Regions from separate parts of the Drosophila melanogaster genome. Here regions 1 and 2 are each linked to region 3. A link is a contact called in public Hi-C and HiChIP or PLAC-seq data. All regions are on one chromosome and are shown on one strand. The core of a region is the stretch at or near the end of the contact, and the rest is flanking DNA. Distances in the headings are between cores, read along the strand shown. Region 1 holds the start of cmet (CENP-meta). Region 2 holds the start of Boh2 (Buddy of Hmr 2). Region 3 holds the start of esc (extra sexcombs).

Region 1 (3,408 bases), core at 506-3,005, 560 kb before region 3:
CATTCTGCCGGGAGAAATTCCTCACTAATGGAGTTGCTCTCGGTACCGATATCCAGGGAACCCAAAATGTTTATGGTCTTTGGAATGTTGTCCCATCGTTTGCCTGCATTTGAAGTGTGAAAAAACACTGGTTTTGGAAGGTGTGAGACCTTTGGAAATTGGTCAATTCGATCTTCAGTTGTGCCGGTCTCTGCTAGCTCCAAATGCGATCCCGATGCAGTGGGACACCAAGTACGGCGACGCTTCTGCTGACCCTTGTCGCTCAGGGAGTGACCACAGATTATCTTGTGCATGTCGTGTTTTATTTGTCTCTCCAGATGCTCTACCTTTTGCTGGTTCTCGTTTTTGCGCTCTTCTTCGGCCAGCTTATCCTTAAGCACCTTTATTTCTCGCTCCAGCCGCTTCATCATTGTGGCGTCAGATACCATCTCGTTGACTTGGGGCTTAATGCGAATTTTCTTGGCTCGCGTGGCGAAACTAAGGGTAGACTGCGACTCTTCCATGATCGATGGTTTGATTGTGCAAATGATGGATGTGAATGCATTGCCGCCCAAAGAAGCCTGCAGAATGCGCGTCAGCTTGGAATCGCGGTAGTTGGTAAATCTATTGTCCGCGTTTTCCGACAGACTTTTGATAACGTTACTGAGAAAAAGTAAGCTCTTGTTTATATGACCGCCCTCTTTGAGGCGCGCTCCTCGAGCACCCGTTTGGTCCGCCCGCTCTGACCCAGCCAGATCCACCAGGTTCAACACGCTTTGAATCACTGCGTCGTCATCGCTGTGGTCCGACTTTCGGGACTCGATGATCTGTGGGATACATGTTGCAGATTATCGGAAAGAAAATAGCAGGCTGCACTTACTATCTTAAATATGGCATGCGAACGGCTGGACCGCTCGTTCATGTTCGTCTCGCCCACGGTGCGCTCCTTATTGCCCAAGCATAGCAGGCGCAGGAGGTCAACCTCGCTGGTTATGATGCACTCCTCGCAGTTCACATTCACAATCCCATTTCCGGACTCATGGATCTTGAGGTCCTGATTCTTCTTGTTCAGCAGATCGTAGATCTTCTCGTTGTAGATCTCGATGTAGCCCACGCGCAGCAGAAAGTCCCGCTCCGTCTCACTGGAGATCTGTTGAAAGATCTCCTTGGCGGCTAGCACCATGACGCCCGGATTCTGTTCGTCGCCCATCATGGTGTACGTCTTGCCTGAAATGCATGCCCGGTTTTAGGTATACCGCCGCGTATATATAGCACAGTACCCACCCGACGACGTCTGGCCGTAGGCAAAAATAGTTCCGTTGAAGCCCTGCATGCAGGCGTGCACTATGTGCTTGGCCATCCGGTCGAACACCTCCTGGTTGCTGGCGCCCTCGTCGAACACATAGTCTGCCAAACGGAATGGAATGTAAATGAGATAAAGGTCTTGTGGATCAGGATACGCTCAACGCTCTAACCACTCACCGAAGACATAGGGCTCCGCATGGCTGTCCGCCAAGTGGATGGAGCGGCGCTCCTTCACCTGCCAGAGTGAAGTGAGCCCGGGCTCGCAGGGACGCACCTTGATGCAGACCTGGATGGAGCTGGCGTTCTTCGCAGACATCTTGGCGCCTTCTTGGTCTCAATGCTTTATGATAAACAGAACGCAGTTCATAAACAAACATAAAATTCAATGTTTTACAGTAAACAAACATTGATCGACATCTTTGTTGCTCGTTAAATTCGAACAAATGCCGCTTTGCAAAATCAGGGATGTATATGCTTCGATATCTTCGAGTGGCGCTAACGACTCGATAGATAAATCGGTTCATCGATTGTTATCATAGTTCCAAATAGGGCTGCAAAAATAAAAACAGAAACACATTATGTTCTTATCCCACAGGGCTGCATTAACATTCCTGATCAAGGGTCGCTACGGCATATATATATTCTAAGACGTTGTGTTCTTATTGGTAGGGCATGCTAACTAACAAAGTTCTATGACTCAATACTTTAAGGTCAAACAGAAAATAGAACAAGCTCTTAAATACATGCGAAAACTACGGTTTAAATTTCATATAAGTTCGTATTTTTTCTACTAATTCATAACTTCTATTCATAGCACACATATAATGTGGAAAGTATTTGATTCCAAAACAAATATTTGAAATAAATTATAACTAAGCTCCCTAATATAACCACTATAATATTTTCCAAATTTTCAATTTTCCTATTTTTTTTAATAGTGAACAACTGGGATTATTATTCCAATGAAATCTCATGTTTATATCAGACAGTATTCTTCTGTATGCATTAAACAATCCCCTCAGCTTTTGTCTGTCTGTAAGTAAGCATTTAATTTAGCGGTCTTTACTATTTTGGAAATATAGATAATAATAATCTATATTATATATCACGAAAAAGCTCGGAAAAAGTTTTATGTTCGAAGCCTATTGGATTATATTTTCATATTCGCCGAAAGCTCCTCAAACTTTTAAATTGAACTGGCTCGCGCCTATTTACTGGTTCCGTATTTCGATCTGGTTCGCTTCCGAAGCGGTATTTGTTCGAATTTACAAAGAGAAACTAACATGTCGATCAAACTAGCTTTTATAAAACGTTAAAATCTGTTTGTGTCTGTTCATTGTGCATGTCAAACACGTTTCCCACAAGTCGCAAAGATGTCTACGAAGAACGCCAGCTCCATCCAGGTCTGCATCAAGGTGCGTCCCTGCGAGCCCGGGCTCACTTCACTCTGGCAGGTGAAGGAGGGCCGCTCCATCCAGTTGGCGGACAGCCATGCGGAGCCCTATGTCTTCGGTGAGTGGTTAGAGCGTTGAGCGTATCCTGATCTACAAGACCTTTATCTCATTTACATTCCATTCCGTTTGGCAGACTATGTGTTCGACGAGGGCGCCAGCAACCAGGAGGTGTTCGACCGGATGGCCAAGCACATAGTGCACGCCTGCATGCAGGGCTCCAACGGAACTATTTTTGCCTACGGCCAGACGTCGTCGGGTGGGTACTGTGCTATATATACGCGGCGGTATACCTAAAACCGGGCATGCATTTCAGGCAAGACGTACACCATGATGGGCGACGAACAGAATCCGGGCGTCATGGTGCTAGCCGCCAAGGAGATCTTTCAACAGATCTCCAGTGAGACGGAGCGGGACTTTCTGCTGCGCGTGGGCTACATCGAGATCTACAACGAGAAGATCTACGATCTGCTGAACAAGAAGAATCAGGACCTCAAGATCCATGAGTCCGGCAATGGGATTGTGAATGTGAACTGCAAGGAGTCCATCGTAACCAGCGAGGACGACCTCCTGCGCCAGCTCTACATGGGCAACAAGGAGCGCGTCGTGGGCGAGACCAACATGAACGAGCGGTCCAGTCGTTCGCACGCCATCTTCAGGATAGTGAGTGCTA
Region 2 (3,573 bases), core at 311-2,810, 650 kb before region 3:
AGCAACAATATGTTTTAATATTGTTATATTTATTCGCAAATGCATAACTTGAAAGGCTATTTTGTAGATATTAAATGCAACTAATTTGCCCATTTTGTTAATATGTTGACAGACTACAGCCCATAGATTAAAAATTAATGAGCTCTGAAAAATGGAAACTTTTGTTGTTTTACAAGTAGGCAACTAGTTCTAACCAGCAAGGATTACGGAGTCAGAGAAGCTCTAAAGGATGGCCCACATTTATAAAGATTTGATAGAAGAATTGATAGACCTGGTTTGATCTGAATTCTACCACCCCCTGAGTTAAACTTTATGGCCAAAATGGAGTCTGCATGTGAGCATAGGACCAACCATGTGACCATTGGATGGATGAGGGGCAGGAGAGCTGATGGGATGCCCACAGGCATCGCATGCTGAGTCAGATGGGAGTGCATCTTGCGCATTTGGGCGCGATGGAGATGGAGATCGAGGATGGCGGATGGACGTGGACGCCTGCACTTATTAATGCTTAATAAATGGCATTTCATTTCTTATTATTCCCGGACTCGGGACGAAACGTGTTGGAGGATTTTATTGCACTGCCTTTCTGCCGACTGCAGTTGTTGTCGTGGTTAATGCGAGTCGATATATTGGCCATGACTAAGGATGCAGATGCACGAAGGGCCTGGCCTGGCCTGGCGTGGTCCGAGTTGGCCCATTCCAATCCATTTCCAGACGGAGTCAGTCAGTCGCTGTGTGCTAAAGTAATTATTTCATTTGAGCCAACAATGAGGCTGCAACTCTGAGTTCGCCGAGATGGATGATTGACGAGTGGAAATTAAAGAAGCTGGCGGCTGGAACTGTCCAGCCCGGTCCAGTCCAGTCCAGTCCGGTCCGTTCGCTGTTTCAGTACTAAAACCCGCTGCTCAATGTCCGATCCGAGCAGCATCTTTTAACGACCAGCGTTCGCTCTTAAAGTACTTGGAATGTAAATGAAGCGGGTGCAACTCCATTCTACTCCACCCATCATCCGATCCGTCGTCCAGCTCCATTTGCCCCGTTTCGAGGTCAGCGCGGTGGTCGTTGCACCCACGCGCCATTTCCCAGACACCTGAATGCTCTCACCTCGATTATGTATGCAAATTATTTATTATCTCACTCTGCGAGAACTTAATGTGTTAAGAAGGGCCCCATTCTTAATTGTCTTCATTAGCTATTATGGTCGCAAGCTTCAAATATAGTTTTAATTAATGTTTGTTCAGACAACTATAGACATAAAACATATACAAATAATAAGTTAGTAATTGAGCGATTTTTTAGATTGCAAGGCAAAAATAGAAATGCGTTGTATATGTTCAACTTAAATCTTAATTACTTTTACAAGCTAAGCTATACTAGCATTTATGTTCTAACAACTAATATTTAATAAGTAATAGCCAGAAATATCTAAAAGCATTTTTTGCTTTCTTGCAATCGCCAAAGAATTTTCGAATTTCCCGCTTTACGCTTATCGGTCTATCAACATGCGCAACGGCACTCTGGTATTTTATGGTATTTTTCGTGGTATCTTCGGGAAACCTGTGATTCCCTAACGCGTGGTTCACACTACAAAAAAAAAAGACAACGCTGAGTTTTTAACATTAAAAACGTTTTTTAAACCACTAAAACGAGAAAAATAAATAAAAAATAAGTTTGTGCGTGATCGAAAAGCGTTGGCCGATTTGCAGAGGAGCAGGCAATTCACAATCAGCTGCCGTGAGAACTGTCGTATAGCCAAGACAATGCAGCAAACAAATCCGGCTTCTGGCGGGGATGCGCTGCTTCCATTGCGCACCTGCAACACCACCGGATGCAAAGTGGCCACTGTGGTGGAGAAGACGAAGAGGAAGTGCTCCCAGTTCGTGTCCGCGCCGTACATAATGCCCAAGCCACTGGTAGTCAATGGGCACACATCGATCTTTCAAGTGGGCGGCGAAATGGCCCATATGGGCGACATTCCGGCGCTCTCGAAAATTAGTGATGGTGGACAGCTAGTATACCGAATAAAGCCGGGCACCCATGCCCATGTCATCAACTATGTGATCATCGACGAGGGCTCCGACTCGCTGGAGAAGGCCAGATCCGGCGACCAGGAGGCCATGCGTCTGCTGCTGGAATCGCAACGTGACAGTGCTGCGTCCAAGCTACAAAAGTTTTTAACCAACCATAAGGGAACTCCGCCATCGGGCTATATTTCATCGCTAATACTATCACGGCCAGTGGCCAGCGTCTCAACGTCTGCGGGCACTCCAGCGGCCACTGGCCATGTGACTACTCCTCAAATCCATCCGAACTTCTCCATCGCCAGCGTAGAGGGTGCAGTACCATTTAGACGCGCCGTTCCACCCTTGGCGGTGAATCCTTCAGCTCCAGCTCCAGTTCCTTCAGGCCCTCTCCCAGCTGTCAGTGCAGTTCAAGCTGACTCCGTGGATCGCCTTCAGGCGGAGCTTGTCGAGTTGCGACGTACGGTGGCGCGCTTGGAGGAGAATAGTCGCCGCTAGATGACCGACTTCCCTTTGCGGAGGAATACTTTAGTTAAGCCAAAAACGCTTGGGTCAACTACTACAGCGACCTACCCTAAATATAGTTAATCTAGGCCAATAAATTTAGTATAACAATATTGTGTGTTTCCTAAATGTATATCCACATAAATCTAAAGTTATTCAATAAAAAACTTATGAGAAGTGGGATTGCTTAGCTCATAATCATTTTAGATCGTTATCAACTTATGATCTGCTATATAAATTACATAGATGTTTTCAAACAATTAAGACTGGAAAAATACAAAATTGGTTAATGTTTAAAGGAAGAATACTTCATCATCACCAATGCAGTTCTGTTTAGCAATGATAATCATTACCAAAGTTGAATTGAAATATGTTTAATAAAAATCTATCGGAAAAATAAGATAAAAAATTGAATAAATAAATCTAATGAACCCAATAAGCTTTTGTCATTATATAAGTACGAATGATCCTAAAACCCGTTCCATGCCGAAATCATATCAGTTTCGCAAAGGATATTAGTTTCTGGCAGCCAAACGGGCCAAACATCAAAGCACTCAGGTTCAAGCTGGAAGTGCCGCAGCGCAGACCTGTCCAGAGGAACAGGCGGAGTGCGGACGAGCCCAGTTTCCGATTCCTGGAAAGGTACTCTGATCGCCAAGCCCACGAGACGGGGGACTGGCAAGGTGAAGGGGCATCAAATCCAAATGGCCAACTGCGCCGATTTACTCTCTGTTTTAGGCAAGTAGTGCGCCACTTTGAAACGTTGCGATGGCGTGCCACATGCCTCCTGCTCTCCTTAAAAAAAAAATCGCCATTTTTCGAACTTAACATTTTTTATGTTGGCAGAAAGTGAAGAGACCGAGTCGCGTCTTAAGGAGCCGTAAACGTGGCATTTTATGTGTCATCAACGGAGGCGGCGGCGGCGGCGGGTTCACTCTCGTTTCGAGCGCGAAAACCTTGCAATCGAACGTAAATTAATTTTTATTGCTTGCAAATGCAGGGACTGTCCGGAGTCGGCCATCAAATTATCCCAAACCCGATCCCTGCT
Region 3 (3,822 bases), core at 1,041-3,540:
AAGACGTTTACATGGCTTAAAGAGCAGCAGTTTGGATTCTGGTTAAGCAGAAAATACATCTTCAATGTTGCTTATATACATGTGAAATTACAATGTACTCACTTTATTTACAATAAATAAAGGCAGCAGAGTAAGCAACAACTATTCGTTCTTACATCTAAAAAGCAACCGGCTTAACATATTTAAATCTCATCCAACTATTAATTGGATTTACTTGAAATAATTTGGAACAGCACAGGAGCGTAATTCTATATCTTAATGCTAACCAACTAGGAACTAATTGAGGGAAATGTTGTAAGTTTTGGCCACGTGAGATTTGGTTTGTGGTTGCGCCCAGCTGCGCCATCAGATGGAAGTTGTTTGTCTGCGGTTCCATCGCCACACGGTGGCGTCATCGCACACGTAGACCAGTACGCTGGCATCGCGAGAGAAGGCTATCTGGCGCACAGTGGCCACGCTACGCGAATTGTGCAGGGTGGTCATGTGTGCGCCCTCGGGATCGCTGGGATCCAGCTCCCACACATACACCTTGCCCTGCTGATTGCCCAGGGCAATCACCTTCTGCCACGGATTGAAGCCGAATCTCACGAACCAGATCTCGCACTCGTCGTACTCGAATTCCGCAATTATCGTGCAGGAGGAGTCGCTCGGCTTCACCTGCTCGAAGCTCTGATGTAGTTGTCCCGGTTTCCAGCAGACAATGGCATTTTCGCAGGACTTGGAGAGCACAAAGTTGCCGAACCACTGCACACAGTCCACATAGTTCCTGTGTATATCCCGCGTTGAAAAATCGGGGAAGTGCTTGGTCACCGTGGGGAAAGGCAGCGTTGACTTCTCCTGGCTGAAAGTGTTCGACAGTTCGATCTTGTGATGGAACTCGGGCGTATTCAGACACCACAGCTTCAGCGAGTGATCCATGCCGCTCGACACAATGCGATCTCCACGCATATTAAAGTCGATGGACAGCACCTCATCGCGATGTCCCTCCACTCCGCCCAGGATGGCAATGCACACATGGCTCTGGATGTTCCACAATCTTATCGCGTGATCCTTGCTGCCCGAAAGCAAAAGCTGTAGCTTGTGCGGATGGAACTTCAGCTCGTTAATGGCCTGTCCATGGCCAATGTAGTTGCCCACCGCCTCATTCTGCTCGACATCAATAACCCGGATGACTCCGCGGTATCCAGCAGCGGCCAGGAGAGGTGAAGAGGTCTTAAGGTCGTACGACCAGGCGCAGGTGTAAAATACTTCATCGGGCTGGGAAGGGAATTCAAGATTTGTTGATGTATTTCGAGTTTGTACAATTACATTTGCGACCATATTCTCAGTTACTCTCGGCTAAATTAACAATATAAGCTTTAATTTGAAAACTTGACTGTTATGAAAAACCAAACTTAATACAAGAAATGATAAATGTTTGGATATTGTGAAACCATGCTGAAAGCCTGTAACGATTGTTCTTACTTTAAAACAATTAACAAAAGCAATGATTTAATAGAAACTTTGACTGGATCCCACTTTTTCTACAGCTTTGAATGCGATGTCTAATGTATGAAGCCCCTAACTTTAGCCAACTGATCAATAGGGTCTTGAAAGTGTATTCTGTATCCTGGCGACTCACATCCGGATCTGCATAGCAGTGGAGCAGCTGCATCCCGCCCTGTCGAGGGCACTCGTAGACGGTCACCCGGTTGCTGCCCGCCGTAGCGAAGACCTGTGGCTCATCCTTGCCCAGCAGCGTGTTGAAGGCTACGCCGAAGATGTTGGCTCCGTGGTTCTCCTTCACGTGGGTGCTTCATGGTAATCATTTGTAGGTTCAGTATCAGTGGCCAGCTGAGAAAGTGCATATTCTTACTCGTATTTGTAGGCGGCGCGACTTTTTGGCTTCGATTTGGTGCTCCGGCGACCGCGGCGCTTGCTGCGCGTGCTGGATGACGGGGACTTGCTGCGCGAGGTGGTGCTGTTGGTGGTATAGCTGGCCGACTCATCCTGCAGCCGGCACATGGCCCAAAAGATCCATTAATTCTCGGTTCGCACAGCCATTTGTCATTCGCTACTCACGCCGCATGATTCCTCCGACTCCTCGGGCTCGTTGCCGTTTTTCACTTTATCACTGCTCATTTCGAACGCGCGGCACGTTTGTACGGTTAAATGAAACCCAAATTAGGCCGCGACTTCAATGAACTATTCGATAATGCTTTTTTTAAATGTTTAAATAACGAGGCGAATGAAAATGTTTTTTTTTGGCGGCAATGGTGTGACCCCAGTCACGGATCGCGTAAAATACCCAGGCATTGCAGGCAGTACGGTCTTACCATTGCGCAGCGTGGCCACCTGGTCACGATCGGCTGGCCAGTGTTGGTAAACATTAAACGGTATTTAACACACTTAGGCGGGAAAGTTAAAAAAAGTTCAAAAACGACAAAACACATGCGCAAGCTAGTTTTTTAATATAGAAAACAAACAAATGTAGGACAATCAACATGCCATGGATTCATGTGCGGTATTCAAACTTTGTACATGTATTCACAAAATTACACTGGTCGACAAGACTAGGAGAGTTGCTGCTTGCGAGTGGCGTCAAAAGTGGAAGATATAGTTTCTCAGAAATGCAAATGTATCATACAAATACTTTAAGCAGTTTTGAATACATTTAAAGTATATCTTCCAGTTCTCACTCCTTCAAGTGCTTACTACGTATGAATGTAAGTTTGATTTAATAGTTGCACGGAGTATTTAAACGTAGTAAGCAATTTTTTGTCCAAACGCGGCAACGAAACATTTACAATCCCGCTGAGCGCGGCTGGGGAACGAAACAAGTGTCCTTTTTTCTTTTTTTTTTTTTGATTAGTCTAGGATAAAATAGTTATTTACAACAGAAGCGAGCAAAAGATTTGGGGTAGGGGACAGAGGCTAGACAGAAGATTACAGCAGTGGAAATCGCAGACAGAGGTCAGCAGACAGATGGATAGATTGGATAAAGGAGAGATAGAGAGACAGAGTTCATAGAGTTATGTGTGTATATATAGAAAGTAGTTCATTCTGGAGCTGTGTGGTTGTTGGTTGGTTAACGCAAACGTGAAACGATAAAGGCAAATCGAACGAACTGAAGAGGCGTAACGGATAAACGTTAGTCTAGCATAGAAATCAAATTTCAAGTACGTTTTGTTCGTCGACATGGACCTGGCCCAGGTGGGTGTCCTTAGGCGGCGTTGCCGATGCACCGCCGCTGGGTTACTGCAACTGCCACTGCTGCCGGCACTTCCCGCTTGACTCTCGGCCGCCTTGGCACTTGGCTCCGCGGTTGCGCTGGAGGAGGTGGTGGTTTGGGATGTCAATGTGGATGTGCTGGCGGGCGGCGGTGGTCCCTTGTCGCCGGGATCCTTCGAAGGACTTTCTTCCATCACCGATTCCCTTACGGTTTCCAGGGCGGGTTGAAGCTTAGGGGCAGGTTGTGCGATAGTTTCGCTCGAGGTGTTGGATGGTGGACCCGTTGGGCCACTGTGGGTCTGCGGCGCCTGGGAAACGCCCTTGGTGCGACTCTCTATGCTGTCCTGGTTGTCAGCGCCTGGTGTGACACCTGCACCTGCTCCCCCAGGCGACGCCTCCTGCAGGCTGCAACTCCTATTGGAGTTGTTGTTGTCCTGCTGCTGGTCATCGCGTCCGTGGCTATGGCGACTGCAGTTCAGGTTCTTGCAATTCCCATTGCAGCCCTCCCTGCAGAAGTAAATGGCCGGCATACGTTGGGCGCCAGTTTCGAGTGCCAAGGCGGTCAAGTTTTTCGGCGCCCAGCAGTTGGCAGTGAGTAACAGCGAAAATGCA

What was found. Hi-C and Micro-C count contacts between places; a contact is called where the count stands out from the background. HiChIP or PLAC-seq counts read pairs in DNA pulled down with a chosen protein or histone mark.
Region 1: a contact with region 3 is called in an H3K27ac HiChIP or PLAC-seq map of the Kc167 cell line, with 7 times the contacts expected there. The contact joins the promoter of cmet here to the promoter of esc in region 3. A contact is called at or near these places in 8 of 107 Hi-C or Micro-C datasets (the Kc167 cell line, cellular blastoderm embryo, embryo and 3 more) and 1 of 6 datasets of contacts at active chromatin or transcription factors (the Kc167 cell line).
Region 2: a Hi-C map of the Kc167 cell line shows a contact between it and region 3, with 1.6 times the contacts expected there. The contact joins the promoter of Boh2 here to the promoter of esc in region 3. A contact is called at or near these places in 3 of 107 Hi-C or Micro-C datasets (the Kc167 cell line and brain).

What each region holds. Positions count from the first base shown.
Region 1 is chr2L:11,267,247-11,270,654 of dm6, forward strand. cmet (CENP-meta) reads right to left here and starts at 1,756. Exons shown (of 12, transcript NM_080254.3): 1 at 1,462-1,756; 2 at 1,264-1,386; 3 at 860-1,206; 4 at 1-806. The coding sequence starts at 1,600. cana (CENP-ana) reads left to right here and starts at 2,534. Exons shown (of 11, transcript NM_001032076.2): 1 at 2,534-2,796; 2 at 2,872-2,994; 3 at 3,052-3,398. The coding sequence starts at 2,658.
Region 2 is chr2L:11,177,472-11,181,044 of dm6, forward strand. It overlaps Boh2 (Buddy of Hmr 2), which reads left to right and starts at 1,561. Exons shown (of 1, transcript NM_135655.4): 1 at 1,561-2,959. The coding sequence starts at 1,761. The coding sequence ends at 2,519. All of the region lies in intron 2 of Ca-beta (Ca2+-channel-protein-beta-subunit), which reads right to left.
Region 3 is chr2L:11,827,115-11,830,936 of dm6, forward strand. It overlaps esc (extra sexcombs), which reads right to left and starts at 2,291. Exons shown (of 4, transcript NM_058083.4): 1 at 2,062-2,291; 2 at 1,856-1,989; 3 at 1,622-1,793; 4 at 90-1,257. The coding sequence starts at 2,121. The coding sequence ends at 346. Pde1c (Phosphodiesterase 1c) reads right to left here. Exons shown (of 10, transcript NM_001144348.4): 7 at 3,163-3,717.